2 separate regions of the Arachis hypogaea genome follow, and region 2 is linked to region 1. Evidence: chromatin contacts called from public Hi-C data. All regions are on one chromosome and are shown on one strand. Each heading gives the region's core, a stretch centred on a gene start, on an enhancer-like site or on the middle of the called end of the contact. The rest is flanking DNA. Distances are from core to core; before and after follow the strand shown. Region 1 has its middle 23 kb from the start of LOC112760270. Region 2 has its middle 10 kb from the start of LOC112757358.

Region 1 (4,091 bases), core at 633-3,132:
AGTAAATTGATAGGAGAGTGAGATAAAAAATAAAATTGTTATTAAATTATATAAATAAAGTAAATTATAGAAAATTTTGATTAATTATAACTGTTACCAAACTTTTTTTATTGTTTAACAACCACACAAAGTTTATTGGCCAACTGTTTTTCCATAACTTATACTTCATTTTTTAAATAAATTTCTCACAAATTAAACTAAAAAAAAAAATAAAAAATAGCCCCTGACAATTACCTCAAAAGACAACGAGATGCTTGACAACGAGACCCAAAATAGCCTCTGATTTTTATATTTAAAAATACAATAAAGACTAATAATAATTATAAAGAATGGTAATGATAATTTATATTAAATGAGTTAATTGTAATTGATTTTTTTATTTTTGTTAAGTCATTTATCATCATTTAATGGAGATACAAAACTTAAAAATTACCCTAATATAATTTTGTTTCGGTTAATTCAATTATTTTCATTCAAAAATTGCAACTCTAAATAACATAATTCATCCATTAAAATAGTATAAAATATAAATCAATAAACATAAATTGCTACAAATAATAATCCATTAGAAGGGGATTAATTAAAAACTTAAAACTTCGTCAAAGCTCCACTGATATTTGTAAGACCCACACTTGGTTGCACTGCCATGAACAGCAACCCTTACTTTTTCACATTCGTTGAAATGGGATGGACACGTTATTTCAGCAGATGAGGAATATTTCTTCCTTCAGCATCATAGAATTGTCCTTATTTTTAATGTATTTATCTTATCATATATTTTTTAAACACATATTAACTATTTTTTTATTATAATGAATTATTTTTATCTGTCTTTTGTATATTTAGAGCAACTCCAATGCTAAGAAATAAAGTTCCTCTTCTAACATACGGGAACTCAATTACCATTGGAGTGAAAAATGAAGGAAGGCTCTTCATGTGTATCAAGGTTGAGAATCCCTCTGAATAAAAACTTGCAACAACCAATAAAATCATACAATGTGGTAAGTTAATAAAATAAAAATAAAAATATATTAAATACTTATATATCTATTTAATTAATTATTTATATTAATTATTTAATAATTAGTTATATTAAATTATAATTAATATAAATAATTATATTAAATTTATTTTACATAAAAAATAAATTTAATTTGTACGTATTATAAAATAATTTTTAGTTAAATTATTTTTTTTATTTATAAAATTTAAAATACTAATTAAATTTGAGTTATTTATTTTAATATTTTATAATATTGAATTATTTTAAATTTATAAATTTAAATAATATTATTATAAAAAATAATAATTATATTAATTTTAATTACTTTAATTAATTAATTAAGTGAGACCACAATAGAAATTAAAGTTAGTTTTTTCTAATGAAAAAGAGAGAGATTTTTTTGAGTTTCTATTTATTGTTTATGATGCAAAAGCTGATGTGGAGTTACTTTTTATGCTGGAGATGATCTTACTCTCTCTTTGATTGAAATTACATTTATATCATTTATCAACAATTATGAAGAAGGCATTAAATTCATCGTTCTTGTTGAAAGACAATGGGGGAGACAAATAGATCAAGGAAAGCATGGTTAGAGATATATGATATGCCTTTGCATGCATAAAATGAGGATAACTTCCTTAAAGTGGCGTCTGTGTGGGGGGAGCCATTGGTCGGGGTGAAAAAATCGGTTGTTTCAGGAGGAATTTAATATGGAAAAATTTATGGTGGTAATTAACAAACTGGATGACTAAAATCCATGCTATTGTGACTTCAGACGTTGACGGTGACAAGTTTGACATATGCGTGAACCAAATTCTCCGGTGTCGATGTATGATATGATGGTCTGAAGAAGAAGCTTGGAGGTAGCTTGACAATGGAGAATAAAGTTCCGGCGGGTAATGAAGAGGCGGTTAAATCCCAAGTGCAAAAGGATGGTGGGGGTGAAGAACATGACCACGTGGGAATCGTAAATGTGGGGCCTAGGAACAATAATGAGGGTGGGGGAGAACATTTTGATTTTTGACTATGGATTAATGACTTATCGGGAGTTGGATAGATATGACTTGGATATACAAATTACAAAATGTAGAAAGCACATTCCCATTACAAAATTGAAATTCCACAAATGTTTAGTCAATGATATGTATATTGAGGAGATTATTCGGGAAACTCGAATGGGCCTTCAAAATAGCCCAAAGAAGCATGATAGTCAATCGAATGAGAACGGATACAGAAGAGGGGCCGAACAAGTGGAAGACAATATAACCCTCATTGATCCATCAATTCCTCCAGGATTCGAAGAGCATATAACAAAAATAAAGACCCAGAGGGAAGTAAAAACTCTGGTAGCCAGGAAGACAGATCCCATGTCACTTGTTGCTCTGGTAAGTATACTTAAATTTGATATTGCCATTTGTTTTAACACTAAACTTAAGGTTCTATTTTCCCTTATCTGTATTGTAGCTTGAGTTGGAGGATCCAAAGGAAACACCAGAGAGGAGATGGCTACAAATTTTACATATGCCATGTATGATACCCCTCAAGAAGTACCTAAGTGTGCTAGGCACATGGTATGCATATTTGACCTTGCTCAGGTTTATCCTTAAAAGTGACCTTTGATTTTATTCTAATGGATATTTTGTTTCAGGCAGCCGTTGAGATAAGTTGTGAGCCTAGCATTGGGAAGCATGTTCGCACTCACTCTCTTGATCATGCGGCGGTGTCTACTGTCCTACTGCTGATGGAAATACAACAATAGATTCTTTCCATCAGTTTGCTGGTGTGAAGTGGTTGCGCGAGAAGCCATTGTCTAAGTTTGAGGATGCTCAATGGCTCCTTATACAGAAGGCAGAGGAGGAGAAACTTCTCCAAGTTACTATTAAGCTTCCTGAAGAGTATCTTAATAAGTTAATAGACCAATTTAATGAGTATTATATTAGTGATAGTGTTAGCAGATTTGCTCAGCTGTGGAACGAACAGAGGAAGCTGATATTGAATGATGCAATTTTTCGGTTTCTCTTACCATCTATGGAAAAGGAGGCAAGAGGTGTTTTGTCAAGCAAGGCAAAGAATTGGTTACTTATGGAGTATGGGGAGGCATTGTGGAATAAGGTTTCTGTGGGACCTTATCAGCAGAAGGAAAATGATCTTAGCTCTGATGAAGAGGCTGCTCCTAGGGTTATCGCATGTTGTTGGGGACCTGGCAAACCACAAACAACTTCTGTTATGTTGGATTCTTCAGGAGAAGTGCTAGATGTGCTTTACACTGAAGAATGACCAGGAACGTGTGCTTAAGTTTATGACAGATCACCAACCACATGTTGTTTTGGGAGCTGTAAATTTGTCTTGCACTCGTCTAAAGGAAGATATAAATGAGGTTGGCATCTTGGTTTTCTTGTTACGCAATAATTTTTACCTCTCCTTATATTATGATGCTTCACCTGTTCCTGCAACTCGATTCTCCTAAGCAACATATGCAGTTTGTGGATGCTTATCTTCTAAAGTATTCATGCTAGGCTGGGCTTGCACTAGTTACTAGTCCCATTACTTGACCTTGAGTAGGAAATAGTTGTTGCTGTCTTGTACTATTGTTTGTATATAAAGAAATCAAGTATGTTTTGACGTCATAATTATAACCATTGTGACCCTATAATACTTCTGCATTGAAGCATGGACTGAATTCTTTTGTAGTTAGAGCTTGGGTAAAACCATTTGATAAGTAAATTTGGTTTACAGTTGCCTTTCTCTGATGTTTATTGGTTCTTTTACTCTATAATATGATATTTTTGTCCAAGTCATGTATTATCCATTCATTGTTTTATTTTATTTGTATATGGCAGTTCCTTTTGAATTGTGTGGAACTTCATTCCATGTAGCTGACCTTGTCGATGAGGGATTTATTATTTTATTGTAGGTCTCATGTGGTATACTTTATTTCTATTAGGTCATTTTTAAGATGGTGGAGGAAAACCCTCGAGATGTTGGGCATGAAATGGATCATGGATGGGCTCAGCATTGTGTATGGGGATGAATCTCTTCCCCGTCTTTATGAAAATCAACGAATTTCCTCCAACCAACTTCCTTCCCA
Region 2 (4,091 bases), core at 1,142-3,641, 88 kb before region 1:
TACCGTCTCACAAGCGATGAGGGCTCCGTCATGGATCTTCCTACCCTTGACAAAAGCACTATGTGTCTCGCCAACCAAATTCGGCATCACTGTTCTCATTCTCCGCACCAAGACCTTGGAGATCACCTTATACACACACCCCACCATACTAATCGGCCGAAAGTCCTTGATCTCCTTAGCCCCCACAAATTTCGGGGCTAGCGTCACCCATGTGACATTCGCATCGGCTGATAACTTAGCACTTTGGAAGAAATTCATCACTGCTGCAGTGAACTCCTGGCCAATATCCTCCCAGCATCTTTTGATGAAGTTTAAATTGTAACCATCACTACCCGGGGCTTTAGAAGATTCACAGTTCCAAACTGCCTCCCGAATTTCCTCCACCGACGGCATCACCTCTAAAGCCACAGCCTCTGCTCCATCAATCTGTCTCACCAACCCTCTCGAAAGCCAATCCTTGGAACCAATTCCTGCCGATACAGGTCCTTATAAAACCCTCTAATTGCAACCTTTATTCTTGTTTGATTCCGCACTACCCGCCCATGAATCATGAGAGCATCAATCCTGTTATTCCGTCTTCTAGCCGAGGCAATGTTATGAAAAAATCTAGTATTTCTATCCATATACTTAGCATGCTTTGACCGCGACATCTGCTTCCAGTGTAACTCTTTCCTAACATACCACTTCTTGCAGAAACTCACCAACACCTTTCTTCTAGCCTCCGTTGTACCATCATAGACACCAGCACTAACCATATTATCCAGTTTCTTAATCTCCTCCTCAAGCGTCTGCAGTCTCTTCTCCATGTCTCTTCAACTTACTAGTGAACTGAATATCTCCCAAATTTCTCCATTCATTTTTAACCATTCGCAGAAAATCCTCATGAGTAAACCAGGAATCCAGAGTTCTGAAAGGTCGTCGGCCACCCCCAATTCTTTTATCCTCCACAATCAATGGGCAGTGGTCAGACAACCCTCTAGGCCCACCTTTTAGGCGAACATCAGGAAATTTCTCAACCCACTCTATATTAACCAGGACTCTATCAATCCGACTACAAGAACGACCCCTGAACCACGTAAACTTCCTATCATTCAGAGGCAAGTCCACCAACTGCATATCATGTACCCAATTCTTAAACTCTTCTGCTGACCTCGGTAAACTGCTTGCCCCTTTACGTTCTTCCACATGTAGAATCTCATTAAAATCTCCCAAAAAGCAAAAAGGCACCTGACACAGACCCGCGACATAACTCAACTCCTCCCAAACAACCCGCTTTTCCTCCCTCTCATGCGCCCCATACACCAGACACACAGCACAATTAAAATTATTTTCCATCATCACTCCTTCAACGCACAACCATCTCTCCCCTTTATAATAGTTATTGGCTTTAAACAAATCATCATCCCAAATTAACAACAGACCTCCAGAAGCCCCTATCGACTCTACAAACTCCCAACCTACAGTATTCCAACCCCAAATTCTTGCAACATCAAACTTCGTAAAATCCTGCCTCTTAGTTTCCACCAATCCTAACATGTTTAGCTTATAAAAATTCTTCAAAGATTTTATCATACTCAATTTTCCGTCCCCCCTCAACCCCTGAATATTCCAACAACCGAAAATCATTTAACAACATTTTTACTCACCTTATTGAGATTCTTCGGCCGACTTCTTCGTGCCTTTTCTTTTTGTTTTGCAATCTTTCTTTTCACTGCTAACTCTTTGTTCTGCTCTTGTAAAATTACCATAATATCCACTTCTTCATCCAATAGAACAGCACCTGACTCCACTGCCAAAGCCCAAGTTTCCGCATTCTCTTTCATCTGACCTTGAACAGTATTTCTGCCATTAACTTGCTCCTGCCGGCCCTCTTTTTCTGTCTCAGACCCCGCAGTAGCCACCACGTTTTCTCCTACGGTGCCTATCCCAGCAGCTGGTCCCGAAGCTCTTAGTCCCTCCTCCCCATGCGCCGGGTTTGTTGATCGGTTCCCAAAAGAGATAAATACATGTCCCTCTTCCTCCGATTCCGTCCGCTCCCTAATCCCCTCCAGCTGCCTCGTTCTCCCCTGCTCACCATCGCCGACCGCAGCCCTCTGGTGGTCGCCGCGGCCTGCCCTAGCCATGGAGCTATGTGCCTCAGCCGCCGCACGGTCCCGACTAATCGACGCAGCCCTCCCCGCGCCTACAACCTTCACTCCGCGTGCGTCTGGGCACTCCCGCACTCCTTGCATTCCCAGATCCTGTGGCTTCAGCGTTCTCTTCCCAACAGTCTTGTGGACCTGAGAACCTCCAACCCTACCCGGTTCAACACCCGACCCAGTCACACACCGCACCTGATTCTGGCCAGCCCCATTCTCATCAGCCCAATCCCCTTGTGACGTATACCCAAACCGCAGCCCACTTTCCTTTCCTTTGACAATTGGGCCCTTTAACCCCAAGCCCATACCACCCTCACCAGCATATCCTTCCTTAATCTATTCTAAATAATATAAGTCCAAATCATTCACCCCACATATCCTTGCATTCCCCTTAAGCACCTCCCCTTCACAAACGACAATATCCTGTGTAACTGTTCTCTCTGAATCCCCCTCCACATTCAATCCATAACCCTCAAGATCCTCCTGACCAGTACACTCAGTTGAGCTAACCGAATCACTCACCATAACTGCTTTATCCAAATTAGGAAATTTAAATTTTAAATCATTCAAAATCACATCATCATTGATCATTCTACCCTCCTCCCCGTCTATCACTTTATTATTGAACATCATGAGGTCTGCCGCCGGATCCTCCGGGACCACCTCCTCCGTCTGCCTTATTTAAATTATTTTTTTATTAGTTTAATGTTAATAATAATTAATTATAGTAAAAATATATAAAGAATATATAAGGTAATTATAATTTTCTTTTTATATATATATAATGTGGTAATCACTAATTAATTATTATAAAAGTGGTAGTGTGTGGAACTTTTTTTTTAATATTGACCCATTAGGTGAGTTTGATCCAAAAATGAGTCAATTGGCGTGTTTAACATCGTTGTGGGAGCGCCGCCGTTACCTGCAAAACATCGACCACGTTTTGATGAAAACGTCAGTGATGTTTTGTTCTCCATGTTTGACACCTGACTTACTTCTCTCTTATTCCCTGCATAACCCAGCAACAGAAATAATCTCATGTCTCCATCCTCATTTTTTTCTCTTTGGTTGCTTTCAATTCTTCAGGAACAACAAACCACTTCTAAAAATACTTGCTCCTTCCCTCACCAAATCACCATTGAAGAAAACGTCACCGCTGTTTTGACTAATTTTAAACTTTAAAATTTGTGTAGCACGCAAAACGGCAGTGAGTTTTTTAATTTCAAAAAATAAAAAAAAATTCTTTAACACAAAACAGCAAAGCCGTTTTCTTTTTAAAATATTAAAAAATTATTAACATGCACAAAACGGTGGTGACGTTTTGTGTGTATTCTGACAGTTAAAAATTTTTTCCATATGTTAAATTCAACCATACAAAAATAATTTTAAAAAATAATTTTTGTTTTAATTTGCAAATATACTTTTACATCATTTTTTATAGATTATTTTAAGGGTTAAGTGCATTTATCAAAACTCATAATGAAATAGTAAACCTGTTATATAAATCAATCAATGTGCATATAAAAAGGACAAAATCACAGTAAAACCTATCTTTGTTTTTGTCTGTTTATTCAGTTGCAAATTATAGAAGAAATCTATTGAATAAATAAAAAATGACAGTTACAACTTGTGTATTGTACCTATAGACTACTTTAATTATTTAAAACATAATATTTCACTATATAATTATTTCAAAAATTATTTTTTATATTGGATATTTTTCGAGGTGTTATATTGGTGAGTGAGTTAGGGAATTGGATGCAAGAGTAGTGACGCGTGCATCTTGCAGGTGGTGAGAAACTAACACTGTCATCTCGTAGATGGCGAGAGGATGTCATTGTCATCTCGCGAATGACGAGAAATCAGGGACGCGACACGCATGCATGGATGCTACAGGTTCTGTCAGCATGCAAGATTCTTTTTCCGCGACAAGCGAGAAAGGCAGAAAAAGAC

What was found. Hi-C and Micro-C count contacts between places; a contact is called where the count stands out from the background.
Region 2: a Hi-C map of an unstated tissue shows a contact between it and region 1, with 2.9 times the contacts expected there. The contact joins two enhancer-like sites. A contact is called at or near these places in 2 of 8 Hi-C or Micro-C datasets (leaf and an unstated tissue).

Annotation. Positions count from the first base shown.
Region 1 is chr16:111,689,857-111,693,947 of arahy.Tifrunner.gnm2.J5K5, reverse strand. It overlaps the pseudogene LOC112757356. Among protein-coding and RNA genes, the nearest start is that of LOC112760270, 23 kb to the left of the region's middle. Within about 2 kb of position 1,882, at least 3 of the 3 cell types and tissues checked have open chromatin away from gene starts, as enhancers often do.
Region 2 is chr16:111,778,436-111,782,526 of arahy.Tifrunner.gnm2.J5K5, reverse strand. No RefSeq gene overlaps it. Among protein-coding and RNA genes, the nearest start is that of LOC112757358, 10 kb to the left of the region's middle. Within about 2 kb of position 2,391, at least 3 of the 3 cell types and tissues checked have open chromatin away from gene starts, as enhancers often do.